2 separate regions of the Zea mays genome follow, and region 1 is linked to region 2. The links are chromatin contacts, called in public Hi-C maps. All regions are on one chromosome and are shown on one strand. The core of a region is the stretch at or near the end of the contact, and the rest is flanking DNA. Distances in the headings are between cores, read along the strand shown.

What was found. Hi-C and Micro-C count contacts between places; a contact is called where the count stands out from the background.
Region 1: a contact with region 2 is called in a Hi-C map of tassel, with 5 times the contacts expected there. The contact joins the promoter of LOC100280412 here to the promoter of LOC103637093 in region 2. A contact is called at or near these places in 3 of 25 Hi-C or Micro-C datasets (bundle sheath, ear and tassel).

What each region holds. Positions count from the first base shown.
Region 1 is chr1:80,822,395-80,828,620 of Zm-B73-REFERENCE-NAM-5.0, reverse strand. It overlaps LOC100280412 (trehalase1), which reads left to right and starts at 2,631. Exons shown (of 11, transcript NM_001361071.1): 1 at 2,631-3,403; 2 at 4,124-4,243; 3 at 4,467-4,582; 4 at 4,675-4,775; 5 at 4,874-4,983; 6 at 5,161-5,233; 7 at 5,418-5,585; 8 at 5,668-5,755. The coding sequence starts at 2,796.
Region 2 is chr1:80,543,257-80,549,542 of Zm-B73-REFERENCE-NAM-5.0, reverse strand. LOC103637093 (binding) reads right to left here and starts at 2,428. Exons shown (of 5, transcript XM_008659365.4): 1 at 2,023-2,428; 2 at 1,707-1,918. The coding sequence starts at 2,290. LOC103637084 (zinc finger HIT domain-containing protein 2) reads left to right here and starts at 3,914. Exons shown (of 5, transcript XM_008659354.1): 1 at 3,914-4,203; 2 at 4,326-4,398. The coding sequence starts at 3,914.

The DNA.
Region 1 (6,226 bases), core at 1,382-3,881, 280 kb before region 2:
CCTGTGACCATCGCCGCCCCCACACCATCCGCCATGATAAATACGAAATAGCCAGGCAGTCCCGGGCCCCATGAGTACATGTGACTCCACCGGGGTAAAACACTGTTTTTACCCTTGCCCTGCGGCTCCTTCCCAGGGAAGCCACCACTGGCGGACCCCTTTCCTAAGTTTATAAAAAAAGAGGATGGCCTCAGGGCAGGGGGATCAAAAGGAGAGAGCTCTTAGGCAACCGGACGCCTTCAGACGGACATGAACCCACAAGGACAAACAGGAGGAGGAGCACCAGGAGGCCGGAGCTCCGCCAAGACAAGACTTAGCTAGGCCTCCACCCAACAGCTTCTAAGCATTACCTCCACCCCAATAAAGAGACTTGGGAGCCTCACCTCCCTCTCTTGACCACTTGTAACCCATACTACGAGTTTGATCATCAATGGTGTCGGTAGCGCAAGCCACCGATGACTGGAAGTAGGGACGTTCTGCCCGAACTAGTATAAACCTTGCGTCCTCCATGCACACCCTCCGAAGCCCATAACGCGGACAATAAATTTACTTGTCGGAGCGAGGTACGACACACCAGTAGTGCGACTCTAGGAACGGGTAAGAGGGCATATATATATGAGGCTTTACTGTGGGATAGCGGGCAGTGGAGCTCACCACGACGTCGGTGGGGCTTAACCGACTTGGACGAGACGTTGTGGTCGTGATGGCTCCAAGTTTGCACTAGGTAAAAGAGATAGCGAGGGCAAAGCAGAGGGGACGAGAGGAAAGGATAACCAATGCATTCGAGATACCTCTTGGTCGGTGGAACTTACTAGTTCAAAGGAACCGATGGGGGCACAACGACAGTGGTGGAACACGGCTTTGATGGCGGCGGTACTATGTGATGAGCATGGGTGTGGGTAGTTTGTTGGGATGCTGAGCGAATAGGAGTGAGGTGCGCACGTGGACTCCAAGTCTCCGTATTTGATGGGCGAGCGACGTGGGAGGGACGAGGTCGTGGGAGTGAGGCAACAGTTGCGGGCACGAGGCATTTATGCGAGTGCACGTGGAACCGTTGGGAGGGAGATGCTGACAGGTGGGTCCCGACGATCAGTGAGTAGGAGCGGAGAACGGACGCGTGTGGGGAGCGGCTGCGCCAACATGCGGGCCCTAGCGGCCAATGAGGCGGCTGTGCACGGGGTGAGGAGATGAGCCGGACGAGGGATTGGGGCGGAAGGCCGTGTGGGGAAGGAGTGAGTGGCTTTCCTCTTTTCTTTTTATTTTTTATTTAGCTTTTGGCTTCCTTTCCCCTTTTTGAATTCGAATTCAAATGTATTTCCAAGTTTTAAGTGTATGCATACCAAGATAACTTGACAACCGGAAATTAATGCTCCAACATGAGATGCAACAATCATAATCTCTCAAGGATTTTGTTTTATTTTTTAAGTATTGCCAAAATCATTCTCCCTTTTAAGAAAAGAGAAAAAGGAAAAAACGGTAACACCTAAATTTTAGGTGTTGAACAAAGAAATTGTTGTTTTCAAATATTCAGGGTTTTACAACTACCGTGTGCAAGATGTGTGGAGTCGGCTAGAGTCCATGGGGATCGACTTTGATCTAGAGACTCCGGTTCATTCCAAAGAAATATAAAGAGTTTTTTTTCAAAAGTTTTGATGCATCACTACGGTGGAAAAGATGGAAACTAGTGTGAAGTTTTTCTCATCGTTTCTCCTGTTTTTCGTTCATTCCGTCCTCCTTAAATTATGGTGGAATAAAGTTTTATTTTTATTTTTATTTTCATATTTTCCCTTTTTGGTTATGTCTCTGTCTTTTCGGTTTGGGTTACATATGTAGTGCAACTGCAACCGAACCAATTAGCCCAACCATACAACCATGCTAATGATGTGCCTCTATTTTGATGCGTACGTTATCTACTTAATAATCAAACAAATGAAATTACAATATGATAAAAAAAAGACGGGCTTTACCTATACATGTGCCATGCCATTTTCATTGAGAACTGTAACGTGGAGAACCTAGAAAGTTAATGGCTTCGTACAATGTGAGCTGGAAGAGAGGCATATGTGAATTAACTATATCCATGCTTCACATGTTTCACATATCCTAGATGCAGGTATCCACTGATGATATAGAGAATCTAATTCAAAGATGTGATTTAGACTCACTATTTATTTTTAATAGCATCTAGAATAGCACGTACCCACTACCCAGCGATGATATAGAATCTGATCCAAAGATGTAATTTAGGGTTTATTTAGAATCACTATAGTTAATAGTTAGCCAACTAATAAATTATTAGATGGGTTGAGCCTGCTAACGAATTATTGTTAGTTGTGAGGTAGAGCCACCAATTGGCCAAAGGCAATCCAGTTCCACATGCGACAAGACAAGACACGTGGAACCCAGCCTGTCGACCGGGGTCATTGGGGTAGGCGTTGCGAGGCTGCTACCACGACACGCGGAGGCCACTGCATGTCTGCACTGGCAAATGGCAATCTGGCATGCGGAGCCGAGCCGACGGTTCACAAAAACCAGCAGGCCGACGATGATATGTTGTTATGTGCCACTTGTCGAATCGACCGGTCCCCCCCACCACAACACCTTTTGCACTCCCCCACCCACCCACACACCACGCTACACCAGTAGGAATCGCGGGAGACGCTCGTCGTCCTCAGTCCTCACCGTCGTAACCGTCTTCGGACCTCCCACGCCAACGCGCTCGTCGTAGCCAGTAGCCCCACCAACACGTGCGGGTGCGGCACACCACGTAGGAGCTTCCTTTAAAACCTCGTCGGATGGCTGGGCTCCCGCCGCAACCCCAGCACGTCCACGCCCTCCCCCTCCTCCTCCTCGTCGTCCTCCCCTGCCTCATCCCCTGTCTCCGCGCGACGACCGAGATGGCGCCAACCGCCGCCACCGCCGGCGCATCCGACGAGGGCGCCAGCGCGCTGCTCGGGCTCCTGCAGCGGGTGCAGTCGGAGGCGCTGCGCACGCTGGGGCCTCACGACTTCGACCCCAAGTTCTACGTCGACCTGCCGCTGGCGACCGACGAGCGCGCCGCGGCGGCCGCCCTTGCGGCGCTGCCGCGCCCGTCGCCGTCGCGGGCGGAGCTAGACGACTTCCTGTCCCGCTACTTCGGGGACCCCGGGTCCGATCTCGTGGCGGACGTCCCACCGGATTTCGAGCCCGAGCCGCGCGGGTTCCTGCCCCACGTCCACAGCCCCGAGGCGCGGGCGTGGGCGCTGGAGGTGCACGCGCTGTGGAAGCGCCTGGCGCGGCGGGTGGCGCCCGACGTCGCGGCGCGGCCGGACCGGCACACGCTGATGCCGCTGCCCGGCAGGGCCGTCGTGCCGGGATCCAGGTTCCGGGAGGTATACTACTGGGACTCCTATTGGGTCATCAGGTACCCCTTCTCCTGCCTGATCCGCCCCCGCTCGCTTGGTTTCATCGCCGCTTTGCTCCTTACTACTATATTTAAGTTTTGGACGAAATGGTAGTTCTAGATCACCCACCGGATCACGTACAATAATCCGTGGTTTTTTTTCCATTGGGGTTTGGGAGGGGCAAATTGATGAATCCAGGTCCTGTCGTCCTGACATGGAGTTCGATAGTACGTGTTCTTCTCCCGTTAGTTGTCGCTGCTGCGGTCCCACATGTAAGGCAATGTCTCGATTTTCATTTGTGTCTTCCTGCGTTCATTGTACGCTTTGTCATCACCTTGTCTGTTCTGTTCGTCGTATGCTTCGTCATCGCTGTCTCTTGTGTTCGTCGTGCGCCTTTTGTCATCTCCATACAGGAGTTAAAGACTGTGTACGCCTGACTTTTCTATGGGTGCTGGCCGCCGTGCTGTGGGCTGTGGCCTTGGCATTGGAATTAGTTTTCTGAAAAAGAGTCCTTGCTTTTATCTGTCCTAGTTCCTACTGATCTGTTATATGGCTGTTAAATTTTTTTTGTACCTACTGTATAAGCTACTCGCACTGACCCAATGATCTGTTATATGTCTGTTAATTTTTTTTGTACCTACTGTATAAGCTACTCGCACTGACCCAAATGGACATCGGGAACGAACTAACACCCATTCTTGTCGTTTTTCTTTCTTATATCGCGGTATGGCTCAATGCAGAGGATTGCTGGTGAGCAAAATGTACGACACGGCAAAGACTATTGTGCTTAACCTTGTATACCTGTTGGAAAAATATGGTTTCGTTCCAAATGGTGCAAGATCCTACTACACTAACCGAAGGTGATAATTCTATCTGCGGCAGATTGATCTTTAGTTTGCATCTAGAGCCTGAAATATGTACAGGATGGTCTATGTATAATGTCTGTCTAAAGCTATATGCTTAGCTTCATGATAAGATTAGAGGGTTGATTGAACACCATTTGACAGCTCCTACTAGTTGTATGTAACCTATTGCTAAGACCAAAGAGGTCGTCATCGTCTGATAGATGCCTTCTCTCTGCAGCCAACCACCACTTTTGAGCTCCATGGTTTTAGAAATATACAGGGCAACTGGTGATGTGGAGTTTGTTAGGACAGTATTCCACTCTCTGCTTAAAGAGCATAGCTTCTGGATGTCAGGTACCCCATGAAGGCAGCAACAGTTTCAGATTTATTTGGTATGTTTTCACATGATTGAAAGCAAGGTAAAACTAAATTGTTTCTGTATGCAGAGATTCATAATGTTGCTATAGCAGACAATCATGGTCGGGTCCATAATTTATCTCGGTATCAGGCCAGGTGGAACAAACCTAGGCCTGAAAGTGCGACAATTGTAAAGTCTTAGCCTTGGCTATATTTTAAATCAATTTGCTAGTGGCAGTGCAAAGTTTTACCATTAAAGGACCAACTAATATAGTTTTCTTCTTTAAGGATGAGGAACTGGCTTCGAAGTTGAATTCTATGGCAGCTAAGGAAAAACTGTACTGCGAAATTGCTTCAACGGCAGAATCGGGATGGGATTTCAGCTCTCGATGGATGAGGTTTGGATGTTTGTTATCCTTAAAAAGGAACTGACGAGCTAACAGTTCTGCTGCTTTCGCACTGGTTAAAACAAGTACTGCAATAGAAGACACCAAGCTCCCCGACCATTACGAATTTATTTTTGCACCGTGTACCACACACAGGTTGTTTCTGACTACTTTTACTGTTTTATTCAGGAATTCTACTGACATGACAACATTGGCAACCACTTACATAATACCTGTGGACTTGAACACATTTCTTTTTAAGGTAAGATGTGGAGCTTGTCATGGTACTTGAAATTCGACGTGGAATCGTATGTGGGTTTAGCATGACTTGGGTGCGTATATTAACCACATATTGGAAGCTAGTTTGCAGATAAAAAATGTATATAAATTCAGTCAACAATGCTTCCAAATGTGATAAAACCTAGCTTTATTTATGCATGACACAGATGGAGCTGGATATTGGTGCCTTGGCTAAAGTCGTAGGAGATAATGCGACTTCAGAATTTTTTTTAAATGCTTCGAAAGCACGTCATATTGCAATTGACTCTATTTTGTGGAACTCTGAGATGGAACAGTGGCTTGACTATTGGCTTCCTGGTGATGCAGACTGTCAGGTGCTCACAAACGCATCTTTATGATCTTATCCAGCAATTTAGCACTTCATGGTGTTGTAACTGATATGCACTATTATTTCAGGAAGTACACGAATGGAAGCCTAACTCACAGAACCGCAACATATTTGCTTCCAACTTCGTTCCGCTGTGGCTAAATGCATACCATTCCGGTGCGTCCTTGACTTGCATGTGTGCTTGTTTCTAATGCCTGAGTGTGCAATGCTTTATTATGGCAATTTTTAAGACCATCCCAGCTACATGTTTTTCATATGGTAACTAAAATATCCTGTGAACTGAACTGCTGTAACGAAGGACTGGAAAGTAACCATCGGCAACAGCCTTTTTGACAATCCTTGATGGTATTAGCATGCTCCTTCCATGTTTCGAGGAAGAAGGAATAACCATTCGCTCGCATTTTTCTGAATGAAAGCAGACTCTTTGTTACTATATTCCTGCTTCGAATGAACGCAGAAGGCACTTTTGATTTGTAGGAAGTAACGTCATAGTAGAAGGCACTTTTGTTACTACAACATCACAGGCAGCTACATAAATTGAAATCATTTTTGCCTTTGTATTGGAAGAACAGTTATTACGTCTGAAATCCTTGCAATTGTTTTGAAAAATGTTTTACCATCTGTATT
Region 2 (6,286 bases), core at 1,179-3,678:
CAAGCCAAATAATTTTTACTCATGGCATGCACATCTTTTGACGAGATCATCATTGGTAGGGCCGTTCCGAGGGGCATGTGGGCTATGCGACCGTATAGGTCCCCCCAAAATCATAGGACCAAAAATTTATAACAATCTATATATATTATAAATAAGTAAATATTATTTTACATAATAGGCTAAACGTGATCTAGAATCGTAAGAATGTTGAAATCGATCGATTCTTCTTATTATTAATGAAGCTACTTCTTTGAAAATTTAAACAGTATTTAAGGTTATCAAAGAATATTCGATTTCTTATTTATCTGCAGTGTATTGCAGTCATTAGATAAAAAAGCTTGAAATCTTGTTGCCACCATCTTAAGGGCACACCTAAAAGAGAAGAACAATCTAATTCGATACAAGTGACCTATATGTGGAGTTGAGTTTCCTCTAGGATTTTATTCTACAAGAAAATGTGCTATATTGTCATTATGATTTTTAAAGCAACATGCGTATTTTCCTAATGCAACTTATGCAAATAGAGTTTTTTACTATTCATGTTATAATTACATCAGATGAGTGAAGTTTTTCTAAATTAAAGTTATTGAAGTCTTATTTGCTTTCTATAATGACACAAAAAAAACTTAATGCATTGGGTGTAATAGCAATTGACATTAAAATGCTGGAGAAGATTGAATTCTGTTGCAATAATTTGTCATTGTTATATTATGTGTATATGTATATATACTATTACTTAATATGTTTTGCTACATTTTGTACAATGCCTCCCAAAATACCAAGACGTCCCCTGCTCATTGAGTCGATAGTTGTCATGGATGAAAGGGGTCTCGTCCTTCTAATACTTGGTGATCGCTCCCTTGGCCCAACGGAGTTGGCTGTGGTTCTTGCGCCCTTACATGGCTAACCATTGCCGTCGCCATCATTCTTCCTGTATCGCGTCATTATGCCGGTCGAGCCACCGCGACTCGGCACGAAGATGAGACGTAGGAGTTCCCATTACATTGTCACCGTGTTCACGGCCAGCCATGGCAAGGTCATCAGGGATACCTCACTCGACGCTCGTTGCCGAGTTGCGAGTTGCGACTTGCGAGGGAGAAGTCATTAGGAATGAGATGGCGAAAGGAGCGGATGCTATATTTAGCTTATCTCACATCTTATCCCATTCCTTATTTCAAATCCCACTCTATGAAACGGTGCATTCTAGTGTTTGGCACAACCATATTTACGCTCCGGTGAGCACTGCCTAACGCCGGGTGAGAAGCGAGATCAAGTTTGTACAGGCACATAACTGTTCATGGCGTGATCTATTGCTGATTGGATCAACCAAACGTGAAACAATCTTATCCATTAACACCGTGAACCATTGAATGGCTAAAATGGCCCAACCAAACAACAACCACTGGACATCTTCAGGCGGTAGTTATACTAAAATAAAAATACCTACGGAGAACTTGTCCCACTGTCAAGTGCTTCGTGTACTGCGTCTGTGCAGGTTCCTACGGTACTGTACTAGTGTGGTGACAAGAACAACACAACCAACGGTAGTAAAGGCAGGCAGGCAGGCAGGACAGACCATAAGAACCTCGGACATTACGTTGTCGAACGACCAACTCTGGGTCTGGGTGAAGGACGCCAAATTTTCCGGGGCGCAAAGCAAAAGCAAATGCAAATGCAGAGGTACACCGAGGATCGCGAGGCCGTACCTTGACGGCATTGTAGCGGTGCGCCGCGGCTGCGCAGGCCGGGCAGAGGAGGCAGCAACCTTCGAGCACCCTGAGCGCAAGCACGACCTCGGAGTCCGTGGCGGGGTTCCTGAGCCTGGCGGCGGCGGGCTCCATGCCCAGCACCTGCGCCACCGTCAGCACCGCGTCCCCGGTCGCCTTGCGCAGGCTGTGCTCGAACAGCACCGGGATCACTGCAAAACCCAGCTCCGTTGGTTGGCACGAGCGATCAATCGAGAAGATGGAAGAGGGCAGAGCCGGGTCGACGACGACAGGTGAACGCGACGTGGGTGGGAACCTTGGAGATCTCGGATGGACTGGGAGTCGCGGAAGAGGCCCGCGTCGGCGTCGGCGTCGGCGTCGGAGGTGGAGCGGAGGGCGCGGAGGAGCGCGCGGAGGCCGCGCAGGCGCAGGAACGAGAACCCCGCGGCCGCGTCGCGGAGTCCGCACCGCAGCGACAGCGCCAGGTCGCGGTACATGCGCCGGCGCTCGGACGCCGTCGGCCGCCTTCCCGCAACAGCGGCTGCCGCCGCGTCCGCCTCTGCCGGCTCCATGGCTCCTGGCATCGCCCCGCCCGTGGCCCGCCGCGTCAGCGTCACGGGCTGGCTCCAGGCTGCGGTCTCCGCGAGGCGCGGCGCCAGTCTCTCTCGTTAAATTCCCGCGGCGTCTGCGGTGCGGCCGTCTTCGAGACGAGTGGGAGATCCTGTGTCGCGGTCGTGGACGCGCACGCTCACGCTTTTGCTTCTCTGCGGTGCCGGTGGGGTAGGGTGGCCCGTCTAATCGTCCGGGAACAGCGGGGCCCACCCACCTCCGCACCGCACCGCACCGTGCCATCGTCCGTGTGTAGGCTGTGGAACTCTGGAGTCTGGACACGCTTCAAACACGCGGACGGCACGTGAGAGTGAGACCGATATCGTCGGCTTCTTTGCGTAGCATGTATCAATGAGAATCCACATGTGTTCATACGTGTTAGAGTATCAGGTAAGATCTAATATGTGACCCAGTATATGGATTAGAATACGTTGTGACACAAATGCATATTTGCTCCTAAAAAAGCATAATTCCTATTTTCTAAACTAAGGATGAAAACGGATATTTATTCAAATATTATTTTTTTTGTCATTTTTCTTTGTTTACAAATAATTAGGATATAGAATATGTTATGAAAATTTATTTTCTTATTTTAGCATTAAGTTTGTAAAGATTTATAAAAGATAAACCTTAAATTTGTTATGTATCTTTTTAAATAATTGATATAAACTCAGATACAGATACATATTTAGATATTTTTTTTATCTTTTGTTATAGAAACCCAATATTTTATAGAACAATTTATGTAAAATTTTATTCTGTAATCATGTGCTTGATAATATAAGAAAATATCAGTATCAGATTTCATACATATATATTTTAAAATATTAAATTTGTTATAACAATTCGGATACCCACTTTCATCCCTAATTCTAAACACTCAAACGATTTTTAAATTGTACTCTCTCTGTTTGTTTTTATTTGATGCTGATTAGCAGAAAGTTGAACTGGGTGGGGGTGACGACAAATAAATAAAAACAGAAGTAGTACTAGTTATCAGATATGTTTTATAGTAATCTGCTTAACGTTATAAATATTAATACTATTTTATGTAGGCCCAAAGTTGAGTTGGCTAAAATATGAAATTTTCTATAGTATTCTTTTATGTAGGGAGTACCTGCTATGTGCTGACACCGCCGAAAATATGGCAAAGTTTCGTCGACCTAAAAAATCAGGTCTAAATTAATTTTAAAAATACATTTTATTAATCTAATAATATTTATTTAATATCTTAGACATTGATATATGGAGTACTAAACACGAAACAGTTTAGACATGCACCTAAAAAAACTGTTTCTCAATAATATAACGGCCCTATGAACATTGTTGTCTTGTTGAACCAGTTTTATGTCGATAGCCACATCGACGAGTCGTATTTACGCGCCGTTGTAGTGCCCAATGAGCGACTCTCGAATCTCGACTGTCGGTGCTGAACTCGATTACTCATCACTACTCGTCCTTCGCCGTTTACCTGTCTCAGGAGTAGTACGCAGAGTCGCTGGACGGTGGACGCTAGCCCAATTGACTGCTTCAGAATTTACAGCCTGCTTTCGATTGGATAATGATCAGCCCATTCCGTATTCAAGTTCCAAGCCCAAATGCAAATCCGATGCATGGGCCATGACCACCAATGGGCCTTCGCCGAGCATCGAGAAGCCTCCGCGCCCGCCGCACGCCGGAGGAAAGGAACTCCCCCCGTCCCCAAATTCCCAAAGACAGTACCGCCGAGAAGGACAGAGAGTCAGAGACTGAGAGACTGGAAGCGCCCGCGCGTGCCGGCGATGGAGAGGGACGTCGTGCTCTCCGCACCCGAGGCCGCTGGGTCCTCGTCCTCCCCCGCCTCCTCGTCGTACTCCTCCTTCGCCGAGACCAGGGTCATCTGCCGCGTGTAAGGCTTGGCTCTGCCATACGGCTTCTCCTCTCCTGCTGGCGCAAAGCATCGGGCCCTAGCGGATCTTGGTTCCTACCTGCTCGTGCTAATGCGTTATTCTATGTGCCGCTTGCTTGCAGGTGTCAGAAGCAGTTCGCGCAGTACACTTGCCCCCGCTGTAACGCCCGGTACTGCTCGCTCTCGTGCTACAAGGTGCGGCCTCCTCTCGCTTCGTGTGTGTGATCTCGTTGCGCGCTCGTCCTGTTTTAGGGCTTGTAGAATACCGTTCGGGGATTTCATTCGCTTTGTTACTCTCATGCCCGGGCTGCCCTCTGCTGACGCCCACAAGGTGTTTGATGAATTGCTCACTGACTTTTGAAGCTTTTGGACAAGAAATCCTCTGATTCCTGCTCAAAATGTGTAACTATCCATGATATAAACTACGACTTACCTCTGAATCATGCAAACCACATGCGAATTGTTCACTTTGGCCTCTATATTTGGTGATCTACGTGGAATAATGCGTTTTTGTTTTGCTGTGCTGGGTTTAACAAATATACATTTAGATTAAATGAGCAATCCAAAAAAGCTCAAAGAAATTTATAGTTTCCATGTTCTCCCCTTTAGTGAATCTCTCCTAATGGTTTAATAGTTGGGTTCTTTGCTGACCTAACTGTCATGGCCGGTCCAGCGACAGGAGGCGGCATCGATTGATTTTTGAATTTTCAACATTCTGTAAGGTGTTGGGCCGTGTGGGCCGGATGATGTGTAAGGGTGTGAGGCCCATGTAAGCGACTGCTTAAATAATTCTGTGTGAGAGACCAGGGAGCTAACGAAGAAGAGAAACAGAACTCCACAAACCGTGGCAAACCTTGCGTCTTCTGTATCTCTGAGAATCACCGGTGATCCTCACGTCGACGGCGACGTGACGTCGGCCACGGGCATCACAAGTGGTATCAGAACTGCGATCCTCGGCAGCAACCACGACGGCTCCCAAGGCGAAGCCCTCCGTGCAGACTCGATTCATTTTGGAGGCCATGGCCGAATCCGATCGGGCGGTGCAGGAGAGGTGGAATCGGATGTTCGAGTCGATGGAAGCACTAACGGAAGAGGTGAAGGACATGAGGAAGGTATCAGACTGATGAATTGTACCTGAAGCTGGAGGAGACGGGTCGAGAGATGGCTCAATTACGGCTGGATCAGATGGGAAGAGAGCTGGAGAATTCATCAGGGGAAGTGGAGAATCGAGGAAGGAGGAATCACCAGCAGAACATGGGTTTTGAGCGAGGATTTCAGAGAAGAGACCATTCCGAGCCGAGGGTGGATCGACATCGAGAGGAGAGGCCGATCGGGCACGCGAACACGCAGGTACTGCCTAAGATGTCTTTCCCTAGATTTTCTGGTGATGATCCTGCTGTTTGGATAGATAAGTGCCTGGAATATTTTCACATGTATCAAGTTCCATCGTCTCTGTGGGTTTCGGCTGCTTCTATTCACATGGAACAGAATGCAGCGAGATGGTGGCAGGTGCAGAAATTGAAACAAGGAGCGAGGGTGTGGACGGAGTTTGTGACAGCAGTAGAGGGCAAGTTTGGGGCAGATGCGTATGCCAAGGCTCTGAGAAAATTGAGAAATCTGAAGCAGGTGGATACTCTGGATTCATATGTGCATGAGTTCGAACAGGCCAGATATCAGGCTGCTGTGCATAACACAAGGTTGGATGAACTGTTTTTTGTGACACAGTTTATACATGGGCTTAAGTTGGAGATTCAGCATGCTGTGCAGATGCATCAACCTACCACTGTAGATAATGCTGCATCATTAGCCCAGTTACAGCAGGAGATGTTGGAGAAAGGAAGGCATAAGGTTGCCAGACAAGGGTATGCTACGAAGCAAAACTTGGCTGGTAATAAGGTAGATGGAAGAGGACAACAAATGGGGGGAGAATTATTTCGTGAGAGACAAGTTAGAGAGTTTCGCAAGCTTAATGGACTGTGCTATGCATGTGGTGAGAAATTCGAGCCTGGACACCTGGCCAAGTGTGTAAGGAGGAAACCCGTTCAGTTGAATGCGGTGGTTACTGAGGAGGAGCCAATGGAAC